Linked DNA regions of Sus scrofa: regions 2 and 3 are each linked to region 1. A link is a contact called in public Hi-C and promoter capture Hi-C data. All regions are on one chromosome and are shown on one strand. Each heading gives the region's core, a stretch centred on a gene start, on an enhancer-like site or on the middle of the called end of the contact. The rest is flanking DNA. Distances are from core to core; before and after follow the strand shown. Region 1 holds the start of DHFR (dihydrofolate reductase). Region 2 holds the start of SPZ1 (spermatogenic leucine zipper protein 1). Region 3 holds the start of ZFYVE16 (zinc finger FYVE domain-containing protein 16).

Region 1 (3,451 bases), core at 486-2,985:
AGGCTGCTACTTGAGTTTTCTTCATTCCATCAGCCTTCCCCATCTCAGATTATGAATCACCCTACTTACATATATTAGGTAAAATACCTTTAAGAAGAAAACTAAAATTTAGAAAAAATGAATCTAGATAATGAAAGAACAGTATCATTTTGGAATGTTGATAATTTCACAGTTTTATGTTCAGACTTGGCTGACATTCACCACTGAGGATGCCACAAGATTATGGACTATATGCTGGTAGAAATCCTGCCAAAGACTTAAGTCCCTCACCAAACAGCCTCTAGATGGGAGGCATAAAATAAATTCTTGGTGAATTCATGAAAACGTAGACTATGGTCAAAAAAACAAGGACAGGAGAGGGGCAATCACTCTCCTGAAGAAAAATAAAGGGAACAAGACTTTGAAGCAGCCAAACCATCACGGTCTTAAAACTGGGAGGGTGCCTAAAAGCCAATCTGCAATCCCCTTCAACATTCAGTTTAAGAAATGCTGTACCAGGGAGCCCCAGGGAGGGTTCACCCTTAGGCCTTCCCCCTGTGGCAGTGTCCCTGGTTTAACAAGAAAAAAAAAATCGTTGCTGTGGCTGTGGCGTAGGCCAGTGGCTACAGCTCCAATTAGACCCCTAGCCTGAGAACCTCCATACGCCGAGGGAGCGGCCCTAGAAATGGCAAAAAGACAAAAAAAAAAAACAGAAACCTACTTATTTTACTCAGTGGAAGGGTGGCGAGCAACAGGAAGAATCCAACGACTAACCATCACACCTGCGCCATATTAAGAAACTTTATCCACCCAAACTGTTTTATCAGACTTTATCATCTGAACTACAAGGAGTGCAGTCACGGGGGAAATGCACAATATGACTTTTACTGGTAATCGCTTGAAACATTGAGCAAACCTGTTGCAGCCTTAAAAACTAAAGATTTAAGGGCAGTTTTCTTCTAGTCACCTAACGACATACAAATGTGATAAAGTTCCTGTTCAACCCTCGACCTAGAAAAGGGGGGGGGGGACGGAAATTAAAAGACATAGTCTTCTGCCCCTACTCTCATCAGAATGGGAGTCAGGAAACCTGAGTTTCTGTCTCGTGTAATCTTAGCCTCAAGTCTATTGCCCCAAGCGTAACATCACCCTAAAATCTTTGAACTGCGCCTAGGATGAAGGAGGACCCGTCTTTTCCCTCCTCGTCTTTCCCGAGCCCCGCCCCTTCTCATCTGGCCCAGTCATCTCGCCAATTCTCGCGCACGGTCCCCGCCTCCTCCCGCTCCACCTACAAGCACCCCCATCTGGTCCCCCCGCCCCTCGCTTCCCTCCGGCCCCGCCCCACCCCGGACCGAACCCACCACGTGTGACGGCAACTGAGGCGGGAGAGTGGCCGCTAGGGGTGCTGCGGAGTCAGAGTCAGGGGTCACCGTCTCGGCTGCACCCGTAGGGGCGGAGGTGGATTTCAGGCTTCCCGTAGACTGGAAGAATCTGCTCAAAACTGCTTGTCTTGCAGGGGCTGAGCTGGCAGCTGCAGCGCCGCCAGAGGTCGGCTTCCGGCGCGACATCGTAGGTCAGGGAGTGTCAGCCGGGGGGCAGGCCCAGGCCGAGCTAGGAGCGCGAGCCCGCGGCCGCAGTTCCCGGGTGTCTGCGGGCGCGAGCACGTCGCGACCCTGCGGTGCGCCGGGATAGGGGGCGTGGTGAGGGCGGGGTCTCTCCTGCACAAATAGGAGTGGGGGGGGCGGGGTGAGCGAAATTTCGCGCCAAGCTTTGGGGGAATCCCGGTGTTGGTGTAGCCAGTTGTCTCGAAAGTGTTTACAGCCGCCGACATGGTTCGTCCGCTAAACTGCATCGTTGCTGTGTCCCAGAACATGGGCATTGGCAAGAACGGGGACCTGCCCTGGCCCCCGCTCAGGTACCTGCGGGGCTGGGGGTGGATCGAGCGTGTGGGATCGGAACTGGCGCTGGCAGATTGGGGCAACTGGGCCCCGCCAGGCCCGGCCGACTCTCGGAGAAGATGGGGGGTTTCGTGACCTGCGCTGGCAGGAAGTAGATTTGGGCTTCCTAACGCGTCAAGAGCCTGGCGGCAAGTTATTAATTTCGGTCTCGCTCCTGCTGTCCCGAAAGGCCTTTTCCCTTGCGTCCTACCCCTGAGCAAAGTCCGAGTCCTGGAGATTCTCCCCAGCGCACCGTTTGTCAGTGCGTTAGAGCTTAAGCCCAAGGAATCACGTTCGGAGTAACTCTATATATGTTTCTCTAACTTGTAGGAACGAATACAAATATTTCCAAAGAATGACCACAACCTCTTCAGTAGAAGGTAATGTGAGATTTTTTAAGGATTCAAGTTCGCGAAGGGTCTTGCCTGAGGAAGCTTACCGGTGCAAATGTTACTTAAGTGAAAAGTTTTTCATGTTAGTCTGGGACCTTTTGCCCTATCATAAATGGTGTATGCAGTTCCCAGGAGTCATCAAACGTTTCACTGTTTGGAAGAAATTTCTTTGAAATTTTTTGTGAGCGCACATACAATTGAGGTATTGGGCAGAATAGGCAGTTAGGTAGAAGCGTCTCTGGAGGTTAGCGCTTGCAAAGGAGATTAAAAGAGGCCTTTGAAATAGCTGCTGGAAGAGATGATAGTGTCTGAATGGCAAAAGGGTAAAAGTCAAAAAAGTGGTTACAAGATTCTCGGTTTGGTGATCAAAAAATTAAAGGAAGGCATCAAGGATGAACTCTCAGAAGGTCTAAGTAACATGGAGAATAAAGGAGTGGCGAATAGTCTGGAGCTGTAATGATAACAGTTTTTGAAGTGCTTGTAGGATACCCAGGATAATTTCAGGCACAGGAACTAGATGAACTGAGTCACTGGAGAGAAGAGGATAACCAAGGAAAAGAATGTAGACATGAGGGAGAGGACCGATTAAAACCCAAGTGAGGGAGTTCCAGTTGTGACGCAGTGAAAACGAATCTGACTAGTATTCATGAGGAAGCACGTTCGATCCCTGGCCTCACTCAGTGGGTTAAGGATCTGGTGTTGCCATGAGCTGTGGTGTAGGTCACAGACGTGGCTCGGATCCTGAGTGGCTGTGGCTGTGGCTGGCAGCTGTATCTCTGATTTGATTCCTAGCCTGGGAACTTCCATATGCTGGGGGTGCGGCCCTACAAAACAAAAATAAATAAATAAATAAATAAATAAAACCCAAGTGAAGTGAGTCAGAAAGAGAGAGACAAATGCCATAAGATATTACTTTTATCTGGAATTTAATACACGGCACAAATGAGCCCTTCTACAGAAAAGAAACAAACTCATGGACTTGGAGAATAGACTTGTGGTTGCCAAAGGGGGTTGGGGAGTGGGATGGCCTGGGAGTTTAGGGGTTAGTAGATGCAGACTGTTGCATTTCAAGTGGATAAACATGAGACCCTGCTGTATAGCACCGGGAACTATATCTAGTGACTTGAGATAGAACATGATGGA
Region 2 (3,451 bases), core at 500-2,999, 240 kb after region 1:
TTGGTCTCCTTTTTGAAATGTACCTTCCATTCTTTGCATGTTTTGCTTGTATATTTTGACCTTCTCTGCCTCTGATAGCTTCTGTTCTTTCTTGTTTGGCTCACAGTCTATTTGACTTGGCTCCTCTTGTAGAGGTTCCTCTTTCTGATGATGGAGTTCCTTGAGAAGCTCTACTCTCTGCTCTAAGATTTGACATTCATTCTCCAGCAAAGCTGCAATCAAATGCAATGAATATGTGTCTTGTTTCAGTTTCCTCACTTGTTCTTCCAGCTCATGCTTAGCTGACGTCTCACTATCTGGTTGAGTTTGGGACTTAGCTCCATCATTTTCAAGAGTTTTTATGTCTTTCTGAGATTTCTGATAGGATTTGATTAGTTCACTAAGTTCTGTATGTTGCATGCTCCAGTGGTCTGCTTCCTGCAATAACTGCTCCATGCTGTTCTTCAGTTTGATATTTTCTTCTTGAACGTGAGGGAGCTCGTACCTTGCTTTTTCCTTACTTAGGTGAGTTTCACAAAGGCCTCTTTTTTCCTCTGAACAATTTACCAAATCCTTTGCAAAACCTTGCACTGTGTCCTTGGAGTTCTGCTTTTCTGACATCATCTCCTGTTTCTTTGCATTTTCTTTCTCTAGGTCCAAACTACCAAGCAGTTTTTTCAACAGTGTTTCATTTATTTTACCAAGTCCTCTGATTTTTTCTTTAAGTTCTGATACATCCTCAGAGATACTGGTTTCCTCCCAAGATTCTTTTGTTTCTTTGACCTTCTCTTCATAACTTGTCATGTTTTGAACAATATCTTTAATTTCTTTTAAGAGATCATCAAATTTCCTTGCAATTCGTTGTTCAGTTGCTTCATGGTTACTATTTGGGGGGGAAGGTAGAGGACTGCAGGAGACAGGGGGAAGTGATCCAATTTCAAATAAGGCAATGACAACCTTTGGGTCCAAAGACTCTGCTTTGAGATTGGGAGGCTTAAGTGTTTGGGAGGGAGTGGGCACTTCCATCTCAGCTGAGGTAGTTGGGCTGATGACTAGGGCACAAGCAAAGCAGAAAACCTTAGAGATTCCAGAAAGGGAAGGTGGTGGTCCTCTGTGCAAATGGGTAGAAAAAAGTGGAACCAAGCAGACATCAGAGACCACAGTTCAGGTCTGAAACCAGGAAGATGATGTTTAGGTGGAAGGTTACATCTCAGAAAACCTAGGGGGAAGGAGGGAGGGAAAGGAGACCAGGAGCTAGGGCTCCATCTCTCTTCCTCCAGGCTTCTGGGGTTTATTTCTCGACCCCTGGCAACCAGGTCTTTATTCTGTCACTGCACCATTGTGGCCTGTCCCCAGATTCTGTTTCCTTTGGGTCACAATAAAAGCCTCTTAAACGCTCACCTGGTGATTCAAAGTCAACCTAGAGGTACTCTCCACTCCAGAAAGATCTCTGCATCAGTCTTTCCCTCCCTTTTCTAGGTTTCTGTTCATCTCATTCAATGACTTTCTTTTTCATCCTATTCAGTGACTTTCCCCTCATCCTCATCACCCACAATCCATTCTCAACTATGGGATATTTTTCTACCGCCTAAGTGCATGACTAAGAGAAGTCTTTCCTGGTAAGGACTTCTTTCATCCACCTGGAACCCTCTCTCCCCCTTTTCTTTTGCCTTTTTAGGACTGAACCCACAGCATATGGAGGTTGCCAGGCTAGGGGTTGAATTGGAGCTACAGCTACACCACAGCCACAGCAATTCGGGATCTGCGACCTTCACCACAGCTCGTGGCAATGCCGGATCCTGAAGCCACTGAGTGAGGCCAGGGATTGAGCCTGAGTCATCATGGATACTAGTCAGGTTTGTTACCATTGAGCCACGCTGGGAACTCCCTGGAACCCTTCTTGCTCCCGTTTTAGAACTGCTCCTGCAAAAGAAAGTCATTCTTATTAAATAGACCCCAAAAGTGCTGCAACCTTTCTGTGATTTTAGGGAAATAATGTCAGGAATCAGTCTTGAAAAATATTCTGCTGCAATGAGAAGAGACTATCTAAATGGTTTCTTAACAACACAATTACAAACTGAGACTTTTCTTGGCCTAGGAAGTTTGCTCCGAAATTATTTGATTATATCAGGGGATATAACTTTCATTACTTTTCATAAGAACTTGTTTAAAGTAGCCTAGTTTGGGAATTCTCCTGTGGTGCAGCAGGTTAAGGATCTGGCATTGTCACTGCAGTGGCTTGGATTGCTGCCATGACACAGGTCCCATCCCTGGCTTGGGAACTACCACATGCCAAGAATGTAGCCATAAATAAGTAAATAAATGTTTAAAACAAAATAAAATGGCATGATTCACCTAAAGTATTTGAGACAGGTAAATCCTGTAGAGGTTTATAGAGAAGTAACTGAAGAATATCAAAACTAGTGCACTCTTTTCTCTTTGTCTTTAGGAATCAGGACCTTGAGAATATTAAGTTCAATCAAAGGGAACATTCCTTAGGTGAGACTTTGTCTTGGCCTTCAAAATCTTGCTAGCAAGGCACTTCATTAACTAAAAGTTTACAGAGTTCCCTTTGTGGCTCAGTGGTTAACGAACCTGATTAGGATTCATAAAGATGTGTGCTCAATCCCTGGCCTCACTTAGTGGGTTAAGGATCTGGTGTTACTGAGAGCGGTGGTGTAGGTGGCAAGATGAAGCTCAGATCCTGCATTGCTGTGGCTGTGGTGTAGGCCAGCAGCTGTAGCTCCAATTTGACCCCTAGCCTGTGAACTTCCATGTGCTGGGGGTGCGGCCTCAAAAAAAAAAAAAAAAGTTCATATATATATATATATATATATATGAACAAGAAGTTTGCTTCCAATCTTAAGGGGAAATTCATTATCTAGCAGGATTGGGGTTTTTTTTTCCCCTTAGAGAAATTTATGGTTTTTTTTTTTCTTTCACAGCTCCCAGCCAACTCATTTTGACTTTGGTTTCCTTGAGTGTCATCTTGCAGCCATCTGGGCTCAGAGCCAAGGCCTTGTGACCATCCACAGATGCAACAATGTTGGTCTTTTTTTTCACTTGAGGAAGAAACACTTTTCTAACCCACACAATGATACCATAGAGGCTAGCGTTTGCCCTTATGCTTTAAATCCATTTCAAATTGGTCAGCATTTTAATATTTTCCCTTTGACTCAAGCTATTATTTAAGATAGTTTTTAACTCTCCAAGACAAAGAAATGTTTTTATTCCTGATTTGGTAATTAAAATTAATTTTTAGTTTAAATGTCTTATAATCAGAAAATATATTTCTTTCTTTCTTTTTTTTTTTTTTTTTTTTTTTTTTTTGCTTTTTAGGGCTGCACCTGTGGTATATGGAGTTTCCCAGGCTAGGAGTCAAATCAGAGCTACAGCTGCTGGCCTACACCAAGCCACAGCAATGCAGGATCTGAGCTTCGCTTGCGACCTACACCACAGCTCATGGCAACGC
Region 3 (3,451 bases), core at 288-2,787, 210 kb after region 1:
CCCTCAAGTCTGAATATGCAATCACGGTAGTACAAATAAGTTAACAGTTAAAAGTTAGGTCATCTTTTACAATTTTTCAAACGTATCAAAGAAAAGATAGTGGAAAGGAACACTACCGCGTCCTTCTGGTCAAAAACGGTAAGACAATACGATGGTGCGGGGAATGGGCTTTGCGAAACTCGGGCGCCGATGACAGATTCGTCTGCCGGTGCCGAGACCTTTCAGCGCAGGGGCTACCAGCCCCTCCAGCAGACGCAGCCCCTTCTCTAGCCGGGATGGCAGCCCTGGGGGCGCTTCACCCAGCACCAGCCGAGAGCGGGGGTCGCCCTCTCCCCAGCGCCGTGCACTCTGGGAGGCCCAGGTGGGCGGGACCCGGCAAAGAACCGCCGTGATTGCCATCCTGGCCTGGTCCGCACCTCCCGGCTTTAACGAGCGGCAACCTGGTTTGAGTCTTTTTTCCCGGCCAGCCCAGGGGGCTTGGGAAAGGGATGAATCGGGGGCCCAGGCTTGGCCCCTAGAGGGACAGGAGGGCCAGCCCCGGCGCCCAGGGCAGAGAGACCAGCGGCCACCCTGCTTTCTCTGTGAGGGCAGCAGGGGCGAAGAGAGGCCAAGACGCCTGTTGCAGGGGGCACTTACCTCCCCACACCCCGGCGGAGCTCTTTGACGCCTGGACGCGACACCGCGCAGAGGAATGAAGAGCGACGCCGGCCGGGAGTGCAGGGAGCGCGGGACGTCGGCTCAAGGTTTGTTTCCACCACCTTCCCTCACCCGCAACTGGGGAGAACAGATAGCGCAGGCGCAGAGGAAGCTTTCCTTTGACTCACACGCCCCCTCGGTCCGCGTCCGCGGCCTCCCTACTCGCGAGGCGCCTGCGCGCTGCGATGCGGGATCTAAATCCCTGGGCGCTGGGCTGCTTACCGGAAATGCCTGAGGCGGTTCTGGGGTGAGGGGGACGACGGAGGATCTTCTGTAGTCCTCGACTCGGTTTCCCACTAGAGGCCCCGGGGCAGGGATCCCGAAGCGACCAGTGTCGGTGGCCTGCTTCCTGTGCCCTTCGCTGACCTAGACACAGCTTCCCCGCCCCCAGCCTCCGCGTTCACAGGGCTGGCGCAGAGCTCGGGCAGCTCGGGCCTGTACCGGACACACCCGGCCTGTTCTCCGCGCTGCTGTCCTCCCGGAAAACCTTTTTTTTTTTTTTTTTTTTTTTTGCTTCATACTGGTTTTGCAACCAGCTCCCCCTCCGCCCCGGCAGCAAAAAAATGCTCCTAACCCACTGCAGTGCCTCAGGCCCTCCAGCTGATTGGCCATTCCCAAGGGCTCAGTCTTTCCTTCTGGTTGTTTTAGTTCTGCTTTTCTGGCAGTGGTCGGAGAACAGCTGCCTTCCTGTCTGAAAACAAAAGCTAATTAATCTGGAGAAGCAAATGTCAATCATGTGATGCATATTTGTGCTTGTGTTTTACTATTTTCACCAGAAGTTTCCTATAAATTTAAATGGAAGAAGAGACGTCTGTCTGGGGCCAGGGTGTCATTACAGACTGGGGAAAAGAATCCACCACTTACCGAAAGATTTTAACCAGCTCAGAATTCATACTGGTCTTTAAAAATGTCAGAGTTGTAGTATCTCAAGAGTATCGCAGTCAGATGTAATTTGAATCAGTGTTCAAATCCCAAATCTTGAACTTGGACAAATATAATTTGTGATCTTTCAAAGATATTTTATCTTGATTTTCCTCAGCGCTGAAATAGTGTGGTTTTGCTTCAGTGGTGAAACTTCTTTTGATTGATTAAAATAATTTATTGAGCATCTGCTATGTGACAGTGTGTTAGATGCTTTGCTTAGGTTATCTCGTTTATGTTTAGCTTAGCTTGTTTAATCCTAAAAATAATTACACAAAGCCCAGTATGCATTGTCTCTACTGTGCCCAGTGTTGCTCCCAGATAAATGAAATGGGGTCACTACCCTTGAAGAAACACAGCAGAGATGCCTGTGTACAAGTGCATATTTGAGGTAAAAATATTCTGTTGCACAGTGTAAGGACAAAGACTAGAAATAGAAAGTAATAAGGCCTTAAACAGATAAGTGGGAAAAGTATATGTACGAATGGTCAGTTCACAAATTAAGAAATTTAAATGCCTACTGCATATTTTATTAATGTTAAAACTCATTAATAATGAAAAGAAGACAAAAGAGACATTATTTCCCTTGGATCTAATTGGCCAGGTTGTTTATATTCTGAAGAAACTCCATTGGTGGGGATAGAGTGAAATGAGGACTCCTATCTTCTTGGGGATGTAACTTAGAACAAAATTTGGAAAGTTACTTGTCAAATCGGATAAAGAAATGTTCACATGACCTAATTCAGTAACTTCTCTTTTGGAAATTATAAGGAGCTATTTCAGAATACAAAGATTTAGGAGTTCCTGCTGTGGTGCAGGGGTAAAGATCGTGCATCGTCTCTGCAGTGGTTCAGTGGCTGCTGAGGCATAGGTTCAACCTCTGGCCCAGAAACTTCCATATGCCACAGGTGCAGCCAAAAACAGTAAACAAGTGGAGTTCCCATCGTGGCACAGTGGAAACGAATCCAACTAGGAACCATGAGGTTGCAGGTTCAATCCTTGGCCTCGCTCAGTGGGTTTCCTTGGCCTCCCTCAGTAGGTTAAGGATCTGGCATTGCCATCTGTGGTGTAGGTCGTAGATGCGGCTCAGATCTGGCGTGACTCTGGTGTAGGCCAGCAGCTGTAGCTCTGATTAGACCCCTAGCGGGGGAACCTCCATATGCCACGGGTGCGGCCCTAAAAAAATGGCCAAAAAGGCAAAAAAAATAAAAATAAAAATAAAAAAACAAGGATTTAGATGAGTAAGAAAATAAACAAGTTATGGAAAACTCAAATACCTTTCACATGTAAATGCAGTTGTACTTTGTATCACATTTATTTGTTTATGGGAGTTTCCGCTATACATTGCTTTGTGCTGGGAGATGTAAGGACTACACAGATAATTTATTATTTTTGCCCATAAGAAGTTCACAATCGACTATGTCATTATCTCTTATTAAGATAAATAATTGAGAGATTGCTGTGATATAAGAAAATTACAAGACCTTCGTATAGATTCTTGGTCAGTTAAGTTTTCTGAGATTTCCTTTGTCTATTGAACTGAAGAAGAAATCTACACACAAAATGCAATATCAGATCAAATATTAAGGAAAAAGAGTCTCTGGCAAAATTTGAGTAATAATTACTAAAACATTCCACAAATCATCTTTCACCTAAAGATCCTAGTTTATAACTAAATGTTTTCTAGACTTGAGAAAATTATCCTAGTTATAGAATATTTGGCTGAGGTATTCTTTATGCCACCTAGTCATTACTTGGATCATCAGCAGTTTTTATTTTCAAAGGTAACTAGAATCTTTATGATCTTTGTTTGTTTTGTTTTTGGGGTGTTTGT

The links. Promoter capture Hi-C pulls out the DNA fragments that hold promoters and counts their contacts. A called contact is a pair of places that touch in the nucleus more often than the background predicts.
Region 2: a Hi-C map of embryonic fibroblasts shows a contact between it and region 1, with 3 times the contacts expected there. The contact joins the promoter of SPZ1 here to the promoter of DHFR in region 1. A contact is called at or near these places in 1 of 5 promoter capture datasets (fetal liver), 12 of 47 Hi-C or Micro-C datasets (alveolar macrophages, embryonic fibroblasts, fetal heart ventricle and 7 more) and 1 of 2 datasets of contacts at active chromatin or transcription factors (alveolar macrophages).
Region 3: a contact with region 1 is called in a promoter capture Hi-C map of liver, with 8 times the contacts expected there. The contact joins the promoter of ZFYVE16 here to the promoter of DHFR in region 1. A contact is called at or near these places in 2 of 5 promoter capture datasets (fetal liver and liver), 8 of 47 Hi-C or Micro-C datasets (alveolar macrophages, embryonic fibroblasts, fibroblasts and 4 more) and 2 of 2 datasets of contacts at active chromatin or transcription factors (alveolar macrophages and skeletal muscle).

What each region holds. Positions count from the first base shown.
Region 1 is chr2:89,253,764-89,257,214 of Sscrofa11.1, reverse strand. DHFR (dihydrofolate reductase) reads left to right here and starts at 1,735. Exons shown (of 6, transcript NM_001244064.1): 1 at 1,735-1,894; 2 at 2,247-2,296. The coding sequence starts at 1,809. It overlaps MSH3 (DNA mismatch repair protein Msh3), which reads right to left and starts at 1,568. Exons shown (of 25, transcript XM_021084495.1): 1 at 1,341-1,568. The coding sequence starts at 1,547.
Region 2 is chr2:89,012,494-89,015,944 of Sscrofa11.1, reverse strand. SPZ1 (spermatogenic leucine zipper protein 1) reads right to left here and starts at 1,749. Exons shown (of 1, transcript XM_005661518.3): 1 at 1-1,749. The coding sequence starts at 1,005.
Region 3 is chr2:89,042,946-89,046,396 of Sscrofa11.1, reverse strand. It overlaps ZFYVE16 (zinc finger FYVE domain-containing protein 16), which reads right to left and starts at 1,537. Exons shown (of 18, transcript XM_021084492.1): 1 at 637-1,537.